Linked DNA regions of Zea mays: region 1 is linked to region 2. A link is a contact called in public Hi-C data. All regions are on one chromosome and are shown on one strand. Each heading gives the region's core, a stretch centred on a gene start, on an enhancer-like site or on the middle of the called end of the contact. The rest is flanking DNA. Distances are from core to core; before and after follow the strand shown.

Evidence for each region. A called contact is a pair of places that touch in the nucleus more often than the background predicts.
Region 1: a Hi-C map of leaf shows a contact between it and region 2, with 7 times the contacts expected there. The contact joins the promoter of LOC100286169 here to the promoter of LOC100272960 in region 2. A contact is called at or near these places in 10 of 25 Hi-C or Micro-C datasets (bundle sheath, ear, endosperm and 4 more).

What each region holds. Positions count from the first base shown.
Region 1 is chr8:67,209,563-67,216,701 of Zm-B73-REFERENCE-NAM-5.0, forward strand. It overlaps LOC100286169 (indole-3-acetate beta-glucosyltransferase), which reads right to left and starts at 4,363. Exons shown (of 1, transcript NM_001159057.2): 1 at 2,773-4,363. The coding sequence starts at 4,290. The coding sequence ends at 2,893.
Region 2 is chr8:67,038,420-67,045,048 of Zm-B73-REFERENCE-NAM-5.0, forward strand. LOC100272960 reads right to left here and starts at 4,452. Exons shown (of 7, transcript NM_001147412.1): 1 at 4,114-4,452; 2 at 3,931-4,001; 3 at 3,647-3,755; 4 at 3,204-3,286; 5 at 2,887-3,045; 6 at 2,187-2,288; 7 at 1,724-2,082. The coding sequence starts at 4,180. The coding sequence ends at 1,942. It overlaps LOC103635300, which reads left to right. Exons shown (of 5, transcript XM_008657789.3): 5 at 1-812. The coding sequence ends at 570.

The DNA of each region.
Region 1 (7,139 bases), core at 3,113-5,612, 170 kb after region 2:
GGAGAATTTTCAAAAATTTTAAAATGCTTTTAGAAATCATATTCTTATACCATTAGCTAATTGCAAAAGAATTTGAAAAGACTTTTCCAAAATATTTGCAAAAACAAGCTAAGTGGTGCAAATGTGGTCCGAAATGTTAAACATATCAAAACAACCATATATGCTAATTTCAAAGTAACTTATGCACATATGTGAAAATGCAAACTAGTTACATTTCTACACTTTGTATTTGCTTTGGTTTGTGTTGGCATTAATCAACAAAAAGGGGAAGATTAAAAGGGAAATGGCCTCAACATTTCCTATAATCGATTTTGGTGTTTGACGTCCATCACAAACCACACGGACTAACTAGTTTGCCCAGTTAATATTTTTCTCAGGTGCATAAAGTTCATATACACATACAAAGAAAATGATTGTGGGACAATTCTATAAGTTTGGAGCAAAACAGACTTGCAGCTGCCAGTGGCGCACCGGACAGTGTCCAGTGCCATGGCTGAAGCACTCCGCGAACTGGCCGCTCTCGGAAATTCTTGGTGCTCGTTCTTTATAATCACCGAACTGTCCGGTGTGCCACCGGACTGTCCGGTGATCCCTCGGAGCAACGGTCAACTCCACCAACGATCGACTGCGAGACTACGCTTACAGTCTGTAGCGTCAGAAGTCAGAAGATAGTCTGCGACGATAGGTCCCACCGGACTGTCTGGTGCACCAAAAGAACAGAAGTCCTCAACGGTCAACAGCTCCAAAGCCCAACGGTCGGTTGACATGGCACGCATCGGACAGTGAACAATACTATGTCTGGTGCGCCACCGGACTGTCCGGTGTGCCCATCGGCAGAGAAGTCAGCCAACGGATAGAATAGTGGTTGGGCTATAAATACCCTCCCAACCACCACCATTCAAGCCATCCAAGCATCCCACTCTCTTCATTCAATACAAGAGGAAAGAATACACTCCAAAGACACATTCAAAGCCTTCAATACTCTCCAAGTGCCAAAATCAAGTCAAGTGTTTAAAAGTGTTTAGTGACTTGAGAGAGGGTGTTTTGTGTTTCAATTGTTGCTCTTGTTGCTTGGTTGCTTTCTTCATCTCTCTCTAAACTCTTTAAGTGTTTTGTAAAGTTTGCAACAGACACCTAATTGTCTGGTGATCCTTGCAGGGTCTTAGTGACCCGTGAGATTGAGAAGAAGCACTCAACCGGTCTAAGTGACCGATTGAGAGAGGGAAAGGGTTCAAATAGACTCGGCCTTTGTGGCCTCCTCAACGGGGAGTAGGTTCTTTGGAACCGAACCTCGGGAAACAAATCATCGTGTCCATTTGTGTTGATCTTCACTATTTGATTTGTCTCTCCATCTTCCCTCTCACTAAAAGTCCTCTTCCTCACATTGGTTTGAGTTTGCTCCCAAAGTTATCCGCATTGATTGAGCAACTCATAGCAAGAAGAACTATCTTCCGCACCCCGAAATTTACTATTATTTATTTCTAACCCTAACCCCGGGTGAAGTGCGTGTTCAAAGTTTATAAATTTTCAGGTTTCGCCTATTCACCCCCCTCTAGGCGACTTTCAGCCACGAATTCTTATAGGGTCATTTCTTCCTCATCTATGTTAGATAAATAGGCATTTTCTGTTTTAATTTAATCCAGAAAATCACAGTGATGTATGTGACAATATGTATGTGCGTGTGTGTATCACTACTCACATAAGCATTAAACAATAGTAAAATATGCACAAATACAAAGATCAGAGTGTACCCTGTGGAGGGACTGATACTCAAGGCATCAGTGGCTCCATTCACACGAGAGCAAGTGTCGCTCTACGGCCGTGCTGTAACTAGAAGCAGCCTCACCTCCTCCGTATATATACACGCGCAGAGGGAGGCCGACGGACAGTAACGATCGTCATCAGAGCTACCATTACATCTAGCCAATTATAGCACGTATGTTACTAGTCATAACACAGGAAACGACCAGCCACGGCCTCAGCCCGACCCAGACAGCGGCGCGCGCGCGACAGTCCTTCATCCTTTTCTCAGCTTCTCAATAGATGCACCAACAGTCCACCTATTTAAGTTGATTGAATTGTCCCTTGAACTTCCAATATGGTACTAAAATACTAATACATCATAGCATTAATGTAGACCTTTAGCATTGACTATTATTGAATATTAATTTGGATCAGGCCCACATTAATTCAACAATCTTCGTTCCCTGCGGATATAAATACCCGACAGAAGAACTGAAAATTGGATGAAGAACAGAAAACCATCGACCTAGGCGTGGACGGATACACTAGAATAGTACCATATAATACAGTCAATACATATTCCATTACATGGTCATCAAATAGTCGTTAAGCCTTCCATGCCATCATCATCCAAAAGGTTGTTAAATAGTTAAAAGAAGACGGATGGATGTAGTCCAAGTTCATGTTTTTAGGCCAAGTTTGTACAGAGTATTTTATATCCACAGGTTAACGGGTATGAATAAGGGCGGAATGTTTTAATACCCATTTACTAATTTGATGAATGTTTTTACCCAATAAAAGACCCATGAATAAAAATATTTAGCATACATACATACTTTAATGAAGTAAATACTCATTGATTATCGGATCGCAGATATCTATTGTCATCTCTATATTTCAGGTGTCTAATTTTTTAAATAATTTTTAAACAACAGCTTATAAGTATAATTACAAAGACAACTCACTAGTCAAGCAATTGTCTAAAGGAAAAAAACAGAAGTATAGGAGAAATTAATTTTAATCTCTATATATAAGATCATTCTTATTCTTAGTTCGGAAAGATTCTTATTGAACAATCCTTTTCACAAGTCTGTTTAACATTGACCAGTAAATAAAGCTTTCGAACATCTCAACGAATATCGATCGAATTCAAATGTTGGAGTTGATCATGCTACCTCCAGCTCTTGTTTCATGAAACCGTCGTATCTCTTGGACAAAGGCATGGAGGTTCCGGTCGGAGGACCCGCCATCGGCAACAGCTGCTGCCGCCTCGTCTTTCCACGCCTTAGCCGCCATCCGGAACACCGCCGCCCGTGGCCCGCCCATCACCTCGTGGACGCACGCGCGGACGGCGTCCCGCGTCGCCGGCGCGGGCAGCCGGACGCCGACCCCGTACTCCTCCGCCAGCAGCTTGGCGTTGGTGAACTGGTCGGACCACCACGGGTACCCGACCATGGGCACGCCGGCGGCGAGAGCCTCGGCGACGGAGTTCCAGCCGCAGTGCGTGACGAAGCAGCCGACGGCGCCGTGCCGGAGCACGCGCCCCTGCGGGCACCACGCCACCACCCTGCCCCTGCCGCCGCACGCCGCGAGCGCGCCGTCGGGGAGGAGCCGGCGGCTGTCGTCGCGCACCACCCACAGGAAAGGCCTGCCGGTGGCGGCCAGGCCCTCCGCCAGCGCCAGCATCTCGCCGCAGCCGACGGTCACGAGGCTGCCGAACGCCACGTACACCACGGACCCGGGAGGCTGCGCGTCGAGCCACGCCATGCAGCCGTCGTCGCCGCCGCCGTCGTGGTCGTGGTCGTGGTCCAGGAGCGGGCCAACGGGCGTCACCGGCGCGTGGGAGCGGAGCGCCTCGACGACGGGGCGCTCGAGCCCCTCGAAGGTGTTGACCAGCACCCAGGCCACCGTGTTATTTTTCCTGAACCCCGCGAGCTGCGCCCGTAGCGTCTGGCCCCACAGGTTCCCCGCGTGCTCGGGGCGGACCATGAGCGGCAGCTCGTCCGCGGCCAGCGTCGGCAGGCCCGGCACTACCGCGACCGGCGCGGCGGTGTCGGCCTCGGTCGGGAAGCCCTCGGGGCAGCGGTAGAAGTGGTAGTAGAGCGAGAGCACGGCGCAGGACTGGATCCACAGCGTGGCGCACGGGATGCCCGCGGCCCCGGCCACGTCGAGCGCCCACGGCACGAAGGGGTTGTTGACGACGCACGCCACGGGGCGCCCGGCGTCGGCCTGGCGCCGGAGGAGGCCGGCCAGCGCCGAGGGGCCCGCGTCCGCGACGTGGCGCAGCATGTCGCTCGGGTCGCCCGGGACCGGAGAGCGTGGCCCGCAGCCGTCGTCGCGGAGGTAGTCGAACCGAAGGCGGCCGCGCCCGGCGGCGGCGACGCACGCGCCGTCCTCGCGCAAGGCTCGGATGCCGGCGTGGCGGAACGTCGTGAAGGTGACGAGGAGGCCCTTGGCGGCGAGGCGGGCGCCCAGGCGGAGCAGCGGGTTCACGTGGCCCTGGAGCGGGAACGACACCAGGAGGACGTGCGGCGGCTGCGACGACATGCCGGTGGACTAGTGGACTGCGTGGTGTACGTTTCTAATGAATGGGGACAGAGAGAGAGAGAGAGAGCATGTCAAGTGACGTTCGGTGCCTGCTGCCTCTAAATGCAGGGTGAGGGCGAGTCTGTACGTACTCGGCACTCCTGTGCAAACGTCGGCGCGGCCCCAGCGTTATATACAGTTGACGCGTGTTTAAAACGGGGCACGAATGAAAGCAGCCCGAGTTCGTCGTGTGTCGCACATTTTGGGAGCCAAAACACTCAAAACAAAGAACAATTCCCTAGCTAGAAGAACCTCCCTCTTCCCCAACTCCGGTCAAGCCGCATCTGATCAGATCTTCCCCTGTGCCGCTGGCATTAGGTTGTGTATATATAAGCAAGCACATGTATGTGGCCACTCACAAATAATATTTCCGCTTTATTTGTCTCGGTCGTTCTGAGTCCTGCAGGTCAGATGAGATTTCAGGCAGTGCGCCTGCAGCTGCAGGGACCTAGCGACTGGACATGGATAAGGTCGCAGGGGAGCAGCAAAACACCAAGAACCTGCCTGTCCGCCTCTGCTGCATGCTCCCCGCTTGCCGGCCTGTTCCAGGGAGCCATGAATGGAGTTCATGGTTGGACGTGACACCCGTGCTGGCCATTGCAATGGCCGGATGCTCATCTACGGAAGTGGTCTCTGGCCGGCCGGCCGGCCGGCCGGTCAAATGGAGATAGTGGACTTCCTCCTGATGGAAAGTGTTTGCCAACAAACGTTGTCTGTCCCGTACCGTACGTGTGCATTTGCTGCTGTTCCCATTACGCAGTTTCTAGGTATTATTCCTTGATTTCCTGTTTCGCACCACACGATCAACTCTAGAATAGAACAAGACCTGAGTAACCAATGGTGTAAACAGTGGGTGTCATGGGATAAGAGTAGGGATTTCGTATGTGTCCCAATTTCTGTTCTACAGATGTGCCAACAGCGGCGCACTCGTTAAGGCTATGTTTTGTTTCCTTACAGGATTATATAATCTAGCTTGTAGATTATATAAACACCTAATGACATACTTATGGATTATCATACTAATCTAGGTATTTGGATTATATCTTTTTCGATAAAGGAAGCTTTATTAATCTTAGACAATTACATCAAGATGATACAATAGAACTAAGATTGCTTTCAGCTTTTACATATTAAGGTGTACACAGCCAAACAAAAGAGAGAAAAGAAGAAACAAAAAAGAAAAGAAATAAAAAGAGAAACAAACCCGTCCCAAAGCGAGCTATCACTCACAACACAAGTTCATAAGTCCCACCAAATCAAAGAACACTGGTCAAATCAAAGAACACCGGTCTTGCCTCCACCTTCTTTCCATGCTCATGCTCACATACCACCAAATCTTGGCTAATATCAAACGGTCATAAGCTCTGAAACAACATCCAATTTTAGATAGATAGTCCTACGAAGATAGAGTCGCGAACTAGCCAATAGGCACACGAACACGGTCCATAGGTTGCATCTAAAAATAGGATGTGTCCCTCGAGCAAACGCTTCCGAGAATCAACTCCAAGATGACGCAAGTCTTAGGTATATATGCACAGAATTCGCAAGATATGAAGACAAGAAGCGAGATATAGACGCACATGCCGCTGCATAGCAATCGTCGTACCAAAGGTGGTGCCGCAACAGGGCCGGCTCCAGCAGCCACCAAAGCTCTAGAGGCACATATAACATGAAGCAGCCATTGATATCCACCGAACACGGGACTCCTAACCCAAGCTTCAAGCCATCAGATATGCCCGCCAGCTGAAAGGTCGTGATGTCACACCACGGCCAAACGAACAAGGAACACTCGAACAGAATTGGGTGGGAGGGCTGGTCACAGGACGCAGGGTCTGGCCACCAAGATGCCATATCAACCCGCAACCACGAGACTGAGCCACCGCGCCACACAAGGCGAGAGGAGAGGACACACGCGCTACGCGAAGAGGCGCTACCATCGCTGGCAATGGGATGAGCTGTCGCCACCGTCGCCAACCGCAGGACGAGCTGTCACCCTCGCCATCAATGAAGCTCATGTCGTCCCACGTCCAAGGATGGACATGGTCCACACCCTCGAGAGCCCCATGCAGTAGGAGAAATGATGCCTCACAACGCTACCCCAGCAGTTAGAGCGACGCCACAAGGGCACCACCACCAATGCCACTGACATAGACATCAGTGAAGGCTTACGACCAACTCAGCACCATGCCTGCCACATATTCTTGCCCAAACCAGTAGCCCGCTCCTCCTTGCCTCCGCATCGTCTCCACCAAAAGAAGCCCGACACAGCCCGAAGCCACCAGCATGCACCAGCCAGTCCTCAACCCCACCACCAAGATGGTGTCGAACTAGCATCACCGCCAACCTCACCTTAGAGCCCGTCGCCCGTGCGCTGGCTGTCATTCCGTGTTCTGTCATTCCCATCTCATTCTCATTCCCGGCTGTCATTCCGTGTTGTTCTGTCATTCCCATTACCCCCTCCCCGCATTGTCTTTCTCATTCCCCCTCCCCACAAATCCCATTCTCATTCCCACGTGCATCCCACGCCTAGCTAAAATTAAATTAAAAAAACACAAATGTGGCTCCAATGGGATTCGAACCTGCGACCTCTCAAGCAAATGTGCTTGTAGCTACCACTACACCACATGTGTGTTTATGTCAATATTTGTTACAGTAAAAATATATATTACATCTCTCCCAAAGCCCACCTGCTACCTTTGCACAATGTGTAGTAGTAGATAATTATCAACAAGATTCCTGAATTATATTTTTGGATGGAGGGAGTAGTATTTAAAAAAGAGTCTTGCATGTAATTTCTTTTGTTTGAATAA
Region 2 (6,629 bases), core at 3,202-5,701:
CAACCATGCATGCCTGGAGCAGGAATCACGAACCTGGATCTCATACTCTCCCAGATGAGCAGGATGAGAAACCAGATTCCCAGTGGCGGTGTAACTCAGCCACCAATAGGCGCCGAGCCAAGTGATAGATGGCTCAAGCGCCTGCAGCTCGGCGTACCAGACCCTGACGTCCTTGGTTCCAAGACCAAGAGGCCAAAAGTCGGAGACAGTCCTCCGCCACCCAGGCAAATAAACCGGTCCTTTGACGTGGCACTCCCTTGCAACCCAGGAAAACAGGAGGAGCAGAGCTTGAATGGAGGGGGGAAAGTGCAGGGAAGAGCCCCCCCGATTCCAGAGAAGAGCGTCAATCGCTGGATAGGGAGATGGTGCCAGGGCGGCACTCCTGTTTTCCGTGAAGGCCCAGGCCAGGGAAGGCAGGCAACGAAACCTGCTGGCCGGTTGTCCGAGGAGCTTGAAGGACAGTTCTTTCCAAGCACTGCGGCGATGGCGATGATGGGGCGCGCGATGCACAAGCTCCGGCCGTGCGAGCAGCAGCAGAAGGGGCCATTCGTGGTGTGGAAGATAGATTGACCTTTTTGGGTGTGATATACTTGTTTCTTTAAAAAAAATAAAATGTAAGGCAACTATGCATTTTGCCTGGCTGTGGCTCATGGTTTATTGCTTTCTGGTAGTGGAAGTAGCTAGGTGTAGTGCCTACTGATTGTGTAATGCTTTGCTGTACCAAAAGTGTAATACTATACTGTTTACTGTGTCGTTCGTTATGGTGATGTACACCATGGAGTAATCGAATGGGACAGACGAATGAACTGGAACTGGAAGGTGAGCATCATCAGCATGTCGCTACTTTGTTGGCTGCTTGCCTCGATCCGCCTCTATGTAGTTGCACCGGCCACATTTTGCAACTTCGCTCACAGCTGACATGCGCTCCATTTGATTCCGCGTCCCGTCCAGCGCTGCTACCTTTTCGTCGCGCTGCTCGGCGCGTCCATGGTGCCGTTCTCCGTCGTCGGCTAGCCGTCCGTGCAGGTAGGTGCACGCCAGCCGACAGCCGGACCGGGTGCGCGCTCACCGGCTTCCTGCTGTCGTTCGCCCAGGTGCCGAATGGGCCACCGGATGGGCTTCGAAGCTGGGCCGATGCATTGGCCGCTGCTGCTTACTGCTAGCTTGTGGAAACGAAGAGGAAAGCTGCTGCTGGTGCTTGCTCCATAAAGAATAGAACCCGCAAGTGGTGGTCTATGTGGAACTTTTATATGTTTTTTTATAAGCACCCAAAGTGCTGTGCTGCACTTTTGCAATTGTCTGTCCATATATAATATAATTCTGCTCCTTGTAGCTGAACTACATTTACATCGGTTTAACAATGACGCTGATTACATCTGTTATCAGAATGAAGCACCTTGGAGCTGTCAAAGTTGAATATCCTACTTTATATTTCCATTGATGAAGGTACGTACCTTATACTCTAGCTTGGATGCTATACTATGCTGGTGCCAATGCTTTGCTGCTTGTGGGCTTTAGCCACAATGGCAGACATGGAGAATAGGAGTTGTCAGGCAATAAAAGAAAAAAAATGAGGACAAGCATTCAGAAACCTTTTTTTTTAGATTCAGATTCCAGCAAGTGGATAGGATTGCAATTTTGCAAGGCCTTAATTTTCTACCGCTTCCTGACCACATGATAGATAGGTGGAATATGGCATAAAATGCTACGCAACAGATATTTTGGCTTAAGCCTCTTTCATAGACTCAGTGATAGAAGTAGGGGCTTACACTTTTGAGTTTCTTCATCTGGAACAAGGTCTTGCAATGTATTTTACATTTGACATGGATATTTTACATTTGATTACATGCTAGATGCGACCTAAAGCAACAAATTTGTCTTTTTAGTACACATCCAGGCGAATTAGTGTAGGACCCTCACATCCACATGTTACTGGGACGACTAATTCTTCCTCATCCTCAGGAAGCTAACTAATGTGATTCTCGGAGGAAGACCGGTGACATGCCTCTTCTTGATGGTGGTGCTCTTCCATGGCTTCCCGTCCCTTACACTGCTTGTGGTCATTGAGGTTACGTTATAGAACTGCAAACAGACAAACCCTGATCAAGACCACTACTATTTTTAAGAGCAACTAAATTCTTTAGCATAAAACTGTTGGGTTTTATCGGACATGGGAACATAGTCACCTCACAAACACCGTGCAGAAGCAGCCTCTGGAACGGGTCCTGGACATTCAGCACAAGCACGTCGCTGTCACCAGTACCTTCAATGAAGGCCCTAACCTGTTCCTGCAAACATGAAACGCAAAAGCTGATAGTATAAACAACTGACACGCCAAGTCAAATAGACTGGAAGAGAAGTTGTTAGCAGTGGCATAAGAAAACTGCAAAACTGATGCCAACTTTTGAAGACAGGAAAAATATTTACACAAGGTGGAAACAAGGGCAGCAGACAAAGAGACCCACAATGCACCTTTTCTGAACATTATTTTCCAAACAAAACCTAGGCATCATACAGATATAAGTCATAACAACGACATCTTTGCTTTTATAAGCATAGCACTAAATTGATATTGTCGATACTGTAAATTTAGAAAGCTATTCAATAAAATTTATCCTGTCTCATAGACTTCGCATAATATTGAGGCTTGAAACTACAAATAACAAATTAGATGTGGTATGCATGATGAATTAGCATGTGCGAGAAAGATAGCAGATTCAGATATATATAAATACATAACCAAGAACTCTCATGTCTTGTTTGCAAGAAAAACAGATTAGCTTTCATCAAATATTATCACTTCAATCAATTGTGGAGGAGATGAAGAGAATGAGCCTGGTTTTTATGGAAAAAGAGGGGGTTAAACTAAAGCAAAGAAGGCAATACTTCATATATTTGAAGTAGATCAGGTAGAAATTTTTTCTTAATAGCTTCTCTTGTTTGGCGACCTATACGACGCCAAGCATTCAGAGCAATCAATTCATCTTCGTCGACATGAGTCCTTTGTTTTTCGGATGATCGTTTCATGTGTTGCATCAATCTTGCCTGCAAATAAGAATAAGTTGCTTTAGTATGGCTGGTCCATAACAAGTGCATGTGACTGTTCTGTGATATACAGATATCGCTTCTCATTGTGCATTTCACTAAATTATATAGTGAACAATGATGAACAGAATGCGGCTAGCAGGACTGGCTCTACACACCTCAGCATCCATGTCGATGCTCCTGAAGGCCTCCCAGTCACTAACACTTGTCCTGCAGAATGCTGACAAGGGCAGCTCCTCACCTACATAATCATTGTAATATACATATGAGCTTTTCCTCAAAAAAGAAGAAGGAAAAGATGACATGTCATATGCATATAAGAATTCTCTTTAAATGATATAAATAGAAGAACAACAAGATATGCACGAGGACACGAATTTCCAGTACTGCAGTACTTGTGAGCATTTAACATGGACATGTTTTAACTTCAAGAGAAAGAATGTTGTCTCTTTATGATTTTGTGAACATAGTCTATAGCTTTTCTAGCATACAAGGGGCAATCGCAAGCAGTTAGTACAAATAGTTAAAGAACATTTGAACTGCGAAGCATAGAAAAAGCATGCTTTTTTAAAAAAATACTGGAGCAGTATTCGGAGCATACCCCATGGTGGAGGAGCAAAGAGGCCTTTGATTTCTTCAACATGAAGGCGTGGGACAAGCTCAATCAGCAAGCGGTCGTTCAACCATCTTCTTGATCTCCGGTTGCTGACCTGAGTGATATAACATTGCAATGTGTAAAGCATTGACCTGCAGACCCCTAACACACATCACAACAAGTCTGATATTACACCAGAACTACTACTTGCATGAGAGCATTCAGGCATGACGAAAAGGAAAAAAAAAACGAAAAAAGGGCAGCAAGGCGTAGAAGGCAGCAGGAACGACCTTGGTGGCCATGTCCTCGAGGGATTCAATCTTCCTCTCAATCACCTGCGAGCGCGACTTGACGCCGTCGCCTGCGTTCACGCAGCACTAAAATAAGGGGCGGATTTGGGGGTTGAGCTCGACATGTGAGCATCGAAAGAGGAGTTTTTTTTTCCTTTCGGGTAAAGGGGATGGGCGGGTTACCTTTTGCGGAATCAAAGAGGGAGGAGTAGAACTCCTCCTCCTTCCGCAGCAGATCGGCGCTCGCCATGGCTGGAACCTTCCAACGGGAGAAGCCTCGGTCTGGTCTTGCACTGCCGACGCGGTCGCCGGGGCCGCCTCACGCGAAGGAGAGGGCAGGCTGGTGGATGCAAGGTCGCGCCGGGCGGCGGAGGTGTGCGGCCTGGTGGAGGGGACTTGGGTTGGGGCAGGATCGGAGGATTGGAGCTTGGAGAGATTCCTCTTCCGACTTGCGTTGCGAGCGGCGACCGGCGACCGGCGAGAGGGCGGTCGTGAGCAGGCAGGAGAAATTCTCTACTCGCGTGTTCGTCTCTCAATGAAAGTGGGCCGCACGTTCAATGGGCCCGCAAATGTAAGTGAGAGAGTTTTTGTGGCCGGTTGATCGGCGGATACGGAAGGGAGGAAGGATATGCGGATCTGTTGCGGATCAGCCTATGCTGCCGTCACTCGTGTCCTCTCCTCTTGAGCACCCTCCAATCAACCATGTGCTAACCTTATTTGGCTAAATTTTCTTTGTTCGTGCGATTTTTGTCATTATCTTCTACCACCTCGGTTCTCAAATGTTTTTTATCATCCGGTAGGTAATTTTTAAACTAAAACTCGACACATAGAAAATAACAGAAAGAATATATATTAAAGGGTGTTTAAATATAGTAGAACGAGTTAGTTGGTTAAAAAACTGCTAGTTGAATAAGCTAGCCAACTAACTAATTTACTAAAAGTAGTTAATATTTAAACTATTAATTATAATGTTTAGATATTTTTAGCTAATGTTAGCAGCTAACTACATTCAAACATGGCCTAAATGTCTGGCCCTAACTCGCAAGGCAAGGTATCCACGTCCTATGTATATGGATTATCTGATCCCAAACAAACAACTTTAGATGTGAGTTAAAAGCGTCGGTCCACAGACGCATAGAGACAACTTTCATGCGGCCGCTACCAGGCTCTTTGCACCACTGCTTGTGATAGCAACCCGTCAAGCAGGGGCGGATTCAGGCCTATGGTCACTAGGGCCCAGGCCCTACTCTTGGACGGACTAATTGTGTAATAACAACCCAAAAATATGAATAGTAACCGAACAACCCAACTAGCAAATGTGGCGGGCTGGCGGCTGCTCGCCTGCTCCTCTGCGGAGGCGCCGGGCGCCGGGGCACGGTCACGCGGACTAGGAGCCGAGCAGGGGCAGCCGGCCTGCACTCCCGCCGGCCCAAGGGCCGCACGCGGGCGAGGCACTACGGGTCTGCGGCAAGCTGGCGAAGTGGCGAGCAGGAGCAGGAGCAGTCGCAGCCGCACATACACCGTGCAGCAGCCAGCAAGCAGCGCAGGCGCAGCAGGCGCAACCCGACAACCTATGGTGAGCCTCGCGTTTCCAATTCCATGGTTTGTGCTTGTTGTTTGACACCGAGAAAATTATGTTGTGTCTAGAAAGTTTCATAATCCATAGTGATTAGTGTTACAATTACAGTGTACAATATGAAGAGAGTTCGAACAATAACATCATTTTATCAAGTCACGTCAAATCAAGAATCAAATGAAATCATTCAAGACGTACAAATTGGGACTAATTTGGATGAAAATGAAAACAATCAAGAATCACTAGATGTTGGGACTACACAAAATAATACGGAATCAATAGATACTGAGATTGGGACTGATGCTAGTCAAAATGTGCAAGGTAATCCCAATGTTATGTTCAATCAAAATAATATTGTTGGTGATCATAGACTTCGAAAACCAATTGAAGAGTTAGATGTGAACATTCGAGATATTGTTAGAAGAGAGTATTTATTGTTATGCCCTTGTCAACCAAAATGTCACATATTTCCCAAGAAGCAAATAGGAGATAGACAAAGAATTTTTCAGGAATGATGGTTCAAAAAGCATGAATTGTTGGAATACAATGTTGCTAAAGATGCGGATTTTTGCTTTTATTGTTTCCTTTTCAAGCAACCAAGAAGGGAAAACTTTGGTGTTGAAAGCTACAGTGGTGCGATAGGGTATGACAATTGGAAGAATGATATTTTTGAAGAGGCCAAGGATTTTTGTCTCAAGCATAATATTGTTGTCCTGGATATGTCAGCGGAAATAGTTAGACGAGGATGTTCTAGAGGCCGTAGAGGACAGTTAGGGCCGGCCCTGATCCCATGCAACAGAGGCGACGACCGAGGGCCCAAAAGTAATAGGGGCCAAATATTTAGTATCTATATCATAATATAATACACTATTTTACACTTTACAAAACTCATCCAACCAAATAATCCACACACCCATAATCTTTACTAAATCCACCAAACAAATTGCACTCATACTTACACAACATCAAAATCAACGGTTCAGATCGTTGAATAACATCATCTCTCTTGCGCACTCAAATCTAATGGACAATATTATTTGGATCATCCTTTAGCCCTCCCCTCCTCACGTCCACACCGCCGTCAACCCCTACCCTCGCGTCACCACCGTCGCCGTTCACCCCA